Linked DNA regions of Sus scrofa: region 1 is linked to region 2. Evidence: chromatin contacts called from public Hi-C data. All regions are on one chromosome and are shown on one strand. Each heading gives the region's core, a stretch centred on a gene start, on an enhancer-like site or on the middle of the called end of the contact. The rest is flanking DNA. Distances are from core to core; before and after follow the strand shown. Region 1 holds the start of RBM18 (probable RNA-binding protein 18). Region 2 holds the start of NDUFA8 (NADH:ubiquinone oxidoreductase subunit A8).

Region 1 (5,201 bases), core at 1,722-4,221, 98 kb after region 2:
CCTGGGACAGCTCCTCTGGCAGCCAGAGAGCAAAAGATTCCACTTAAGGAGAAAGGGGAGTGGTTCTGTGTGTAGACCGAGTTTTCCTCTTCTGAAGCCAGAGGCTGACTGGGCAGGAGGCCAAGGTCTCTATTACGATACTCTAGTTCAACAACTGTCACCCAAAGTAAGTCTTGGAAACCACCAGAGAGTTTTAATGACACTTAAAAGGATGGGTGGGGAAGAATAACAATAATTAGTCAATGAACTATTTTCATGTTTAATATTTTGGCAGACATTGGGAAAAAGAAACTAACTTCCAGAGTTCCTGTTGCAGCTCAATGGTAACGAGTCTGACTACTATCCATGAGGACAAGGGTTCAATCCCTATCCCTGCTCAGTGCGTTAAGGATCCAGCATTACTGTGAGCTGCAGTGTAGGCTGCAGACGAGACATGAATCTGGTGTTGCTGTGGCATAGGCTGGTAGCTGCAGCTCCAACTCGACCCCTAGAACTTCCATATGTCACGGGTATTGCCCTAAAAAGCAAAAAAAAAAAAAAAAAGAGTAACTAACTTCCTCTTTAGTTATTCCAGTTCTACTATTTACTAGTTCTATAATCCTAAGCAGCAAGTTACTTAACCACTCTGTGCCTCAGTTTTATCTGTAAAAAGAGGATAATAAGAGTTGTGCAGATGCACTGAGTTAATACATCAAAAGCATTAAGAACAGTGCGTGGCACCTAGAAGCACTCAAATAATTTTAGCTTAAGTTATTACTAGTCTTAGTTCCTGAAATGTCTCACCTCACAGCCACAGGATGAGGGTTATGATGGAGTTGGTAATGGAAAGAGCAAAAACCCTGTGGTCAGAAGGCCTGGTTTCAAATTTTGGCATTTCCATTGGAAGTTACTTCTCTCTTAGAGTTTCAGTTTCCTCATCTCTAAATAATAAAAGTTGCTCTGCTTATAACTTAAGAGATGTTGAGAAGACCAAAATTAGACAACAGATATAAAATTAAACTTTAATGTATAATGTGGTAGAGAAAGAAAAAAGGCCTGGGCAGATGGCAGGCTGTGCCAGACTTCAGAACTCCTTGCTAGAAAAAAACATGGGTCCTATAAGACCAGAAGTGCCTTTGAGATCACTGCTGTAGGAACTGCGTCTTAATAACAACAGCTGCCATACTGAATGCTGGCGTTATCTCTTATTCACCTCAGCACAGCCTCTACAGTCTAGCACACAGTAGCCCCTAGATATTGTTTGTTAAATGTGTTTATCTACCCCTCCAACACACAAGGGCGTTCTTCTTCCTCTCTCACATGTTCAATCTGTTCTGTAATGTGTGAAAAGCAGCTACCAGCTGCTGAAAAAGAGAAATGAATAAGCCACAGTTCTTGCTTTTACTTCCTGGGAGAAAGGAGAAATAGGCATGACTAGAATCCCAGGCATGGAGGTTGGGGGAGGAGAAACATTTTGTCTTCTCCTGGATTTCCTTTCCTTCTACTTTCTTACAGACCATTCATTCAAAAAAGCCTGTATTTTCCAGGCATCGTCTAGGTCCTGGGGACAGAGCAGTGAACAAGCAAGGTTTCTGCCTTCTGGATACACATATTTAGAAAAGGGGCAGGACAAAACAAATGCAAAATAAATATACAAGGCGTAATTTGTGATCAGTGCTGCAAACGTAGTTAAGCAAGGAGATCTGACAAGGAGATTGGGGCTGGACTACTTCAGAATGAGTGGAAAGCCCTCTAAGGGAAATGACATTTGAGACGAGACTTGAATGTAGACCCTTCTGACTCTCTCATGTCTAAAAACAGCAATAAATAATACCAACAAGTACTTAATACCACACAAGTGAATCATTTTAAGGGGAAAGAGTACAGGGTATGGGGCCAAAAGACAGGCACTCAAATACTGGCTTTTGCACCCAGGATTTATTATTTTGTGACTCAAGTCGTGATCTCCCCTCAAGTGTCCTCTAGCCCTAGAAAAGCTTTCCCTTAACAGAGTAAGGGCATCTTGTTAGTCTCTATCACAGGCACTTTTTCTTTCCACTCAATACCAGTTCAATGCCTTATACGTTGTTTTATCTTTCGTTTCCCTCACTAGAAAGTAAGATATGAGAAAGTAAGCTACTACTGAGCAGGGTCTTGATTATTTTGATGATTCTATCCCCCTCCCCATCCCCGCACTTAGTACACTGGCTCCTGGCTGGTGCTCAAAGTTTAGTGAATGAACGAATGAATGAAGCAGGCAAGCCATTTCCCCACTTGGAGCTTCCGTTTTTTCTTCTTCCTTGATATGGGCATTATTATCCTTATCTCGAGTTGTTATGAGGCTAAAATATGGCAATACATTTGATAAGTTGGCACAGAGCTTTTTGAGAAATGGTAAAGTGTGATAAGTGATTAAGATGGCATGCAACTATCTCAAAATTCTTGGGTTTGCAATGGCGACAACCCTTCAGATTCACAGTTCACAAAACGCTTTTTAGCCTTCCCCCATCCCGCCCCCGCCCAGCTGAGCTATAACTACCCTGGAAGCCAAGAACAGTCATTTGGGAAAACTGAAGTGCAGAGAAGCAAAGGCGCTTCTTCTTAAAAAGCTAATGGTAATGGTGGGGTCAAGGCTTGAATCCCGGCTTCCCGATCCCTGGCCGCGAATTCCCAGCTGCGAGGGGTCATTACTCGGATTGATATTTCCGGGCCAGCGGCGGGACGATCCGGGGCGGGGTCTGAGGAGCCGTCTCACTGGGGGAGCCTCCGCTGGGAACTCCTTGTCGGGCCGGCGCTAAAGGGTAGAGGCGCGTTGTGGCCGGACTCACCTCGTGACTTCGGAGTCCTCTCCTCGGCTCATGCCCCCAAAGCAGGTCCCGTCTCCGCGGTCCCACGGCCCTCTACACCCGTCCACCTCAACGCCGCCAGCTGCCAGGCCGCCCTTGACGCACTACGCCTGCGCCGCCGCACCGCCCCGTGACGTCACGACGCCCGCGCCGCCTCCGTCGCCGCGGTCGCGCGAGTCTTCCTAGTACCCTGGGAGCTAGCTGGTGAGTGTCCTCGGTATAGTCTTGAGGCTCGCGCGCCAGAGACTTCTGCTCAGGGACTTCTCAGGGGACTGTTAGGGCCCGGAACACCGTTCCCGATGCATTCCGTTGGAATCCGGCTTGACCTTTACAGATGGGGGCGGGACTGGTAGATCCGAGAGTCTCACGGGTTGGGGGCGGGGCTAATCGCATCAGCTAGGAACTTCCAGGATGGGAGGCTTAGGTTACTAAATAGTATCAGGTACTTAGTTGCCCGCTACCTGGCAGGAACATTTAATTTTCTGAACAATCCCGTGGGAGGTTTCTCCCCATGATGGAGAAACGGAAGCTCGAACGAGTAATTTCATCACGGTCACGCGGCTAGTGAGTGAGGGGACTCAATTCCAACATTACTCTGTGCCGTCCAGTGACAAAACAGTCATTTCAGTAGCCCTTCTATATTGGTAAAGTGCTTCTGCAGCTCTTATCTCATTCGATCGTCCCGGTAACCCTAACAAGTCGTATTGTCATCTGCAGATGAGACTGAGGCCAAGAGAGTTTGACCTATGTAAGGTCACATACCCAGGAAGTGCTGGAACCAGCATTCTTTCCCAGGTCTTCTCTGAGTTGGATGCTTTTTTCCACTCACCCCACTCTATTGCATTCTCAGAATCTTGAAGGCTCTATAGCTAGAAAGAATGAAAGTCTGGTCTGACTCTTCGTGTTATAGTTGAGGAAACAACCTCAGAAGAAATGACTTGATATAAGTCGTCAGCGGCAGAGCTTTCACAAATACTTTTTGAATACAGAGTAGTTATGAATCTAAAAAGGATAGTTGGCAGGAGTGATGAGATAGGAATATCGGAATCCAGGCCTCCTAGCTCTTAGGCAAAGGCTCTTTCTCCATCTGTTAAAGTGTCTTATCCTTCCTTTAGCTGTGCCAGGGATGTGATCTTATATATAGTCAGATACTATAAATGCCCTCACAAGGCACCGAATTTAGAGAATAATATGCCTTATTATCTCTAAGTGAAAAATCTGTCAACCAAGAGACACTGGAAGCAGTTTTGGGAAACAGAGCCCAGGACCTACTGTCCGGGGCTTAGATTTCAGTTCTGGTGCCAGCATTGTGACCTTGAGGAAGGACTTAACCTTTCTAGACTTTCACTCATCTTTCATCACATTTATTCAGAGTCTTCTGTGTTCAGGAATGTGCTGGAGACTGGAGACACAGCCATGAACAAGACAAGCATACATTAGTCCTTGTGGTGCTTATAGTCTTATGGGGGGAATTAGACCATGATCAAATAACTGCACAAATATTAGCTGATATTGTTAAAGTGCCATGAAAAAGTACAGGGTGTTATGAAAGTGGGCTATAGGACATTTGACTTGTTGGGCTAGAGGAGGCAGCCAAGGAAGGCTTCCTCTGAGGAAGTGATGTTTAAGCTGCAGTCTGAAAGGAAAATGTGAGGTTGTTCATTAAAGAGGTGTGGGAAGACCTTTGCAAGCAGATGCAACAGTATGTTTGAAGGCCCTGAAGCAGGAGGAGTATTCACGGAAATGGAAGATCAGTTTGCTTCTTTGTAAAATGTGGGTGGTAATCATAACCCTGGTTATTGTGGGAATCAGGTAATACATATGAAAGTATTTTATGTACAGCAAGGGTCTGTGTGTATTATTAGCGTATTATAAGCTAATACACGACTGGATTGGTAGGGGTTGCTGGCGTAGTGGATGAGCCAGGACGTGTGTTTTCCTCATCTAGTTCTTTACAACATTAAAATGTGCCTTCTATGAAAAACAGGACAGTTTGGAGTTCCCGTCGTGGCTTAGCGGAAATGAATCTGACTAGCATCCATGAGGACGCAGGTTTGATCCCTGGCCTTGATCAGTGGGTTGAGGATCTGGCGTTGCCATGAGCTCTGGGGTAGGTCATAGACTCGGCTCAGATCCTGCGTTGCTGTGGCTGTGGCGTAGGCCAACAGCTATAGCTCCGATTTGACAACTCCTAGCCTGGGAACCTCCACATGCTGTGGGTGCAGCCCTAAAAAGACAAAAACAAAAAACCACAAGGAAAATTCAAGTTTTGAGAACCTCAACTTTAGATAGAGATTATGTACTTCTGTAATTTTTAAAAATATTTCAGTAGTTTGAATAACAGTGCCAGCAACCATACTGTTTTATATACACAGT
Region 2 (5,812 bases), core at 872-3,371:
GCCAGCCTACACCACAGCCACAGCAACACTGGATCTGGCTGCATTTGTGACCCACGCCACAGCCTTCAGCAACACTGGATCCTTAATCCACTAAGTGAAGCCAGGGATCGAATCTAAATCCTCAAGGGTACTATGTCAGGTTCCTAACCCACTGAGCCATGATAAGAAATTCTGCCTTGTATTTTAGTTATTTATCTGTTTCTCCATTCACCTGTGTGAATCCTAAAGGAAATTTATTCCAGAAATAGAATACTTGCAAAAAACTGAATCTCAGGTGTTTGCAGAAACAAATTAAGTTCCAATGGAAAAAAAATATAGAGCCAAAGTCTCAATCCAGCAAGAAACAAAAGTCTGTTGGCAGCACCCACTCCCCAACCTTTTTGTAAATGTCACTTTATCATAAAGTCCCAGAACAAAGCTAAAAGTCTTCAACCAAGGAAAATAATAGTTGCCATTCTCACAGGTATACAAGATGAAGTGAAGTAATGCAGGTAAAACACTTAACACTGGGCCTGGGATGTCATTTTTGGCACATAATTTTTCCCTCCCTCTCCTCCAGTGTAGTCTGATTAGCCTAGTCCTGACATGGCACTTCTCTGCCTTGAAATCTTCCACCTCTCACCACCAATTTACTTCTAGGATAAAGTCTAAACTGCTTAGCCTGGCTTTGTGACAGCTGCTTCCCAGCCCTGCCTCAGCCCAAGTACCTCTCTGGGCTCAGCAACTGTTGCTTCCCACCAACACCAGAGTCCCATCAAACAGCACCTGTCTCCCTAAACACAAAGAGCCTGCCCTGCTAAGCCTTCTTGCTCTTTTGAGCTTTTGCCCACAACACAGTAGTTTAAAAGCATGAGTTTTAAAATCAGACCTGGGTTCACATTCCAGCTCAGCCCTTACTAGCTATGTGACCTTGGACAAATCACTTCTTTCAAGACCTGTTTCTTTATCTATAACATGGAGACCAATTACATCCTTCCTCAGGAGTTCCCCTCATGGCTCAGCGGACACGAAGCTGACTAGCATCCACGAGGATGCAGGTTCCATCCCTGGCCTTGCTCAATGGGTTAAGGATCCGGAGTTCCGGTGATGTAGGTCGCAGATGCGGCTCGGATCCCAAGTTGCTGTGGCTATGGTGTAGGCCCGCAGCTACAGCTCCGATTTGACCCCTAGCCTGGGAACCTCCATATGCCGCTGGCGAGGCCCTAAAAAAAAACTATATCCTTCGTCAGTGTTGCTAGGAAGGGCCAATGAATTAATGTCTGTACTTAGCATCCTGCCTAACACCTAGAAAAGGGCTAACCATGTTTGCTATGATTAGCGTTATATATTCTTTACTTCACTTCTCATAGTATTTTATGTCTGTCTCCCTATTAGATCCTAAACTCTCGAGGGCAGATACCACCTCTCTCATTTTCCAATGTATGTGCATGTGGTAATTATTCAAGTGCTATCTCTTGAAAAAAATGAATGGCCAATTACCCTTTCCCAGGCTGTTACCAAAATCACTGTCCAATAGCACCTTCCTTATCTGGGCTTAATAGCTGCACTCCAATGCACTCGGCACGGATGATACATTTTAAGGAGACTCTCTCTCTTCCTCGACTGAGAGCGCCCGGGCTGTTCACTCACTTCGCAGGAAGAGTTGAGCATTAAGTGACATAAGGTAAGTAAAGTGGCCCTGGTTGGTGCCAGATAAAAAGTACTATTCACGTAAAGGAAAAGCAGCTTGCTGCGGTGAAGGGGAGAAGGGCTACTGAGGGATAGGTCTCCCAGAGCTGAGGAGCAAGCAGGCGAGCGTCAACCTGTGTAAGTGTTGGGGGCGTGGAGTGGGGGTGGGGGATCCCGGGCCCAGGGTCCGCGAAGTCCAAGCACGGCTAGGCCCAGGCCGGGAAGCTGCAGCCCTCTGCCCTGCTTGCCTGTCCTTCGGACGAGCCTCACCTCCTGCACTTTCAGATCCTCCAGAGTGGGCAGCTCCACTATGCCCGGCATGATGGCAGTAGCCCGGACCGAGGAGATGCCCGAAGTCGCGTCGCCCGGGTCTCCTTGAACTCCCCTTCCGACCGCCGAGGGGCCGCCTAGCGTCTGCGCATGCGCAGCGGCGGCACGCAGGCGCCTGGCTCCGTCCAACCGCGAGACACAGAGCGTGCGCAGAGCCAGGAAGTTCCGCGGAGTCTGGGGGCGGGACTTCGCCTCGGCTCCGCCCATCCCCCCGGTTGTCATAGTGAGGTAGTGTACACTGAAAACTGCGGGATCTCAAAACCATTGGAAGCTAGAGGCAGATGCCATGGAGTACACCGGGAGCCAATATATTGGGGAATTTGTAGATGGGAGGTAAGGGCCCGTTTCATTCACTATGTCTTGAACATCTGTAACTGGAAAAAAACGTTGGTCTTTTTGCCTTTGCGAAAGACTTTATACACTTTACAGACTTTATCCGTTTTAAACTTCAAGACAGTCCTTTCAAGTTGGAATATTTATTCCCATTTTACAGCTCAGGAAAATGAGTTACTGAAGTTCAGTAACTTGCCCAAGGATGCATATCTAATAAGCAGCAGAGCTGAGACACATCCATTCCATGTATAACTCTATCTATGTGTGCTTGCTGTCAGTTTTAGCTATAGAGATAGAATATTAAAAATATGAGTTCCGGTCGTGCCCAGTGATAACGAACCCGACTAGTATGCATGAGGACGCGGGTTTGATCCCTGGTCTCTCTTAGTGGGTTTAGGATCCGGCATTGCCATGAGCTGCGGTATAGGTCGCAGATGCAGCTCAGATCCCGCGTTGCTGTGGCTGTGGTGCAGGCCGGCAGCTGCAGCTCCGATTCAACCCCTAGCCTGGGAACTTCCATATGCCGTGGTTTTGGCCCTAAAAAAACAAACGAACAAACAAAATATTAAAAATGTCAAGATCCTTGCTCTCTAGTTGACACATTGCCAACAAGCAGATAAATGAGAAGATAATTTCAGGTGGTGGCTTGGCTTAAATCTTCCCTCCTCACAGCAATCCTATAGATAGATAACATCATTCCCATAATACTGATGGAAAAGGGAGGCACAAAGTAATTACATAACTTGCCCCAAATCACCTAGTTGGCATTTGGCAGGGCAGAGATTAGAACCTAGGTCTGACTTCAAAGCCCACATGCTTTCTTATGATAGAGCCCTGCTGCTGGGCCCCTGCTGGGCACTCCTGGAAGGCTTCATGGAAGATATAATATTTGAAATGGACCCTGAAGGTGGGTAGGACTTGGGTGGTTGGAGATCCAAGATGAAGAATGTTTACAGGCAGAGGGAACAGCACAACCAATAGCTCAGAGGGAAGAGAAGGCAGTTCAGTCTGGCTGGAGTACAGCATGTGCCTGGAGGAGTGTGGGAGCCCAAGCTAGATGGGTGGTCTGTGCTCAGGCATAGAGAGATTTGAATACCATGCACAATCCTGTGGGTGGGATGAGCCACTACCTTTGATACTGATGGGCGTTAGGAAATCTAATTTATTCCACCTCTGCATCCCTCCTCATAGTACATATGTCTAGCAGGCATTCAGTAAATGTTGGCCAAATGAACTAATAAGAGAATGAATGAATGAATGAATGAATGAATGAGTAAATAATGTTTGAGGTATGGTTATCATGTCCTCAGGACTGACGTCTTCATTATAAAGGAGTTCCCTTTCTTTTTATTTTGAATTTAAAGGGAAGGCTTGGAGTTCCCGTTGTGGCTCAGCAGGTTAAGAACCTGACTAGTATCCATGAGGTTGTGGTTCAATCCCTGGGCCCTCTCAGCAGATTTAAGGATCTGGCTTTGCCACAGGCTGTGGTGTAGGTTGCAGATACTGCTCAGATCCTGTGTGGCTGTGGCTGTGGCGTGCCTGGCGGCTGCAGCTCCAATTCAACCCTTAGCCTGGGAACTTCCATGTGCCACGGGTGTGCCCCTCCCAAAAAAATAAGTGAAGGGTTTTTGAGCTCCCTGGTGGTTCAGCATGTTAAGGATCCAGTGTTGTCACTGCTGTGGCTTGGGTTTCTGCTACGGGGCAGATTTGATTTTTGGCCTGAGAACTTCCACATGCTGTGAGCACAGCCAAAAAATAAAATAAAAAGAAGGCTTTTCACCTTGAACGAATAAAAGGAAAATGGAAGAGAAGTAGAAAGAGAGGAGGAAAGGAAGGACGGGGTGGAGGGAGGAAGAGTGAAGGTGAGGAGGTCAGGTTAGAGCCTGCTTCTCTGGTCACCATAAGAGGCAGCAGGACCCTGGGCCAAAGCAGAGGCAGCAGGGCTGCAGGAAAGAGAAAAAAAATGTGGAAGTTTGGGGATTTCACCACCAGGACTTAGCAAATGACTGGCTCCTGGTCCCACTCAAGAGACTGCTTCCAGTCCCAGCGCAGTGTCCAGCTCCAGTCTTTGAACCTGGAGGATTCTGATGCCATTCATGGAAACTGAGACCACTGAGGAGAAGCTGCTTTGGAGGAAGAGAGGATGAGTTCTATTTGGGGTGGGCTGGAGATGTCTGTAGAAGGTCTGAACCATAATGTCCAATTGGTGGTAAATAAAAGGGATGGGGGAAATGCCAGACCTCAGAGAAGGGTTTAGATGGAGACTAAGCTTAGAAATGTCAGGTGTGATCTCAAGCGAAGAGGTAGAGGAAAGAGGACAGGAGCTCTCATCTGTGTCTTACGCAAAGTAAAAGCAAAAGAGTTTTTGAGCTTGTCTATATGCCAGGCATTCTGTTAGAGTTTCACAGCCATTATCTCTGCAGCTTTGCAGGGGGAGTCATAATTTCCCCATTTTATAAATGAAAACTCAGGCTCAGAAAGGTGGAGTCATTAGAGAAATGCAAATCAAACCTACCATGAGATACCAGTCAGAATGGCCATCATTAATAAGTCCACAAATAACAAATGCTGGAGGGGTGTGGAGAAATGGAAACCCTCCTGCACTGTTGGTGGGAATGGAAGCTGGTACAACTACTATGGAGAACAGTATGGAGGTACTTAGAAAACTATACATAGAACTACCATATGACCCAGCAATCCCACTCTTGGGCATATATCTGGACAAAACTGTACTTAAAAAAGACACATGCACCTGCATGTTCATTGCAGCACTGTTCACAATAGCCAAGACATGGAAACAACCCAAATGTTCACTGACAGACAATTGGATTAGGAAGATGTGGTATATATACACGATGGAATACTACTCAGCCATAAAAAAGAACAAAATAATGCCATTTGCAGCAACATAAATGGAACTAGAGACTCTCAAACTGAGTGAAGTAAGTCAGAAAAGACAAATGCCATATGATAGCACTTATATCTGGAATATAATATATGGCACAAATGAATCTTTCCACAGAAAAGAAAATCATGGACTCGGAGAATAGACCTGTGGTTGCCAAGGGGGACAGGGAAGGAGTGGGGTGGACTGGGAGCTTGGGGTTAATAGATGCAAACTATTGCTTTTGGAGTGGATTAGCAATGAGATCCTGATGTGAAGCACTGGGAATATGTGTGGTCACTTATGATGGAGCATGATAATGTGAGAAAAAAGAATGTATACGTGTATGTGTAACTGGGTCACCATGCTGTACAGTAGAAAAAAATTGTATTGGGGAAATAACAATTTAAAAAAAGAAACAGTAAAAGCCTGCATTTTGTGAAAAGAACAACAACAAAAAAAAGGTGGAGTCACACAAGGTCACACAGGCATGGAGAAGAGGAGGAGCCAGGCCTGGACCCCTTAAAAACAGAAGCTGTACTTTAATCATATCACTCTCCCTGCTGGGGGTCTGTGTCACAGCAGGCAACTCTGTCA

Evidence for each region. A called contact is a pair of places that touch in the nucleus more often than the background predicts.
Region 1: a Hi-C map of liver shows a contact between it and region 2, with 3 times the contacts expected there. The contact joins the promoter of RBM18 here to the promoter of NDUFA8 in region 2. A contact is called at or near these places in 2 of 5 promoter capture datasets (fetal liver and liver), 8 of 47 Hi-C or Micro-C datasets (alveolar macrophages, epiblast stem cells, heart right ventricle and 4 more) and 2 of 2 datasets of contacts at active chromatin or transcription factors (alveolar macrophages and skeletal muscle).

Annotation. Positions count from the first base shown.
Region 1 is chr1:262,353,309-262,358,509 of Sscrofa11.1, forward strand. RBM18 (probable RNA-binding protein 18) reads right to left here and starts at 2,972. Exons shown (of 6, transcript XM_001925816.4): 1 at 2,808-2,972. It overlaps MRRF (ribosome-recycling factor, mitochondrial), which reads left to right and starts at 2,686. Exons shown (of 7, transcript XM_003480599.4): 1 at 2,686-3,029.
Region 2 is chr1:262,256,065-262,261,876 of Sscrofa11.1, forward strand. NDUFA8 (NADH:ubiquinone oxidoreductase subunit A8) reads right to left here and starts at 2,122. Exons shown (of 4, transcript NM_001190197.1): 1 at 1,939-2,122. The coding sequence starts at 1,989. It overlaps MORN5 (MORN repeat-containing protein 5), which reads left to right and starts at 2,069. Exons shown (of 4, transcript XM_021068403.1): 1 at 2,069-2,331. The coding sequence starts at 2,089.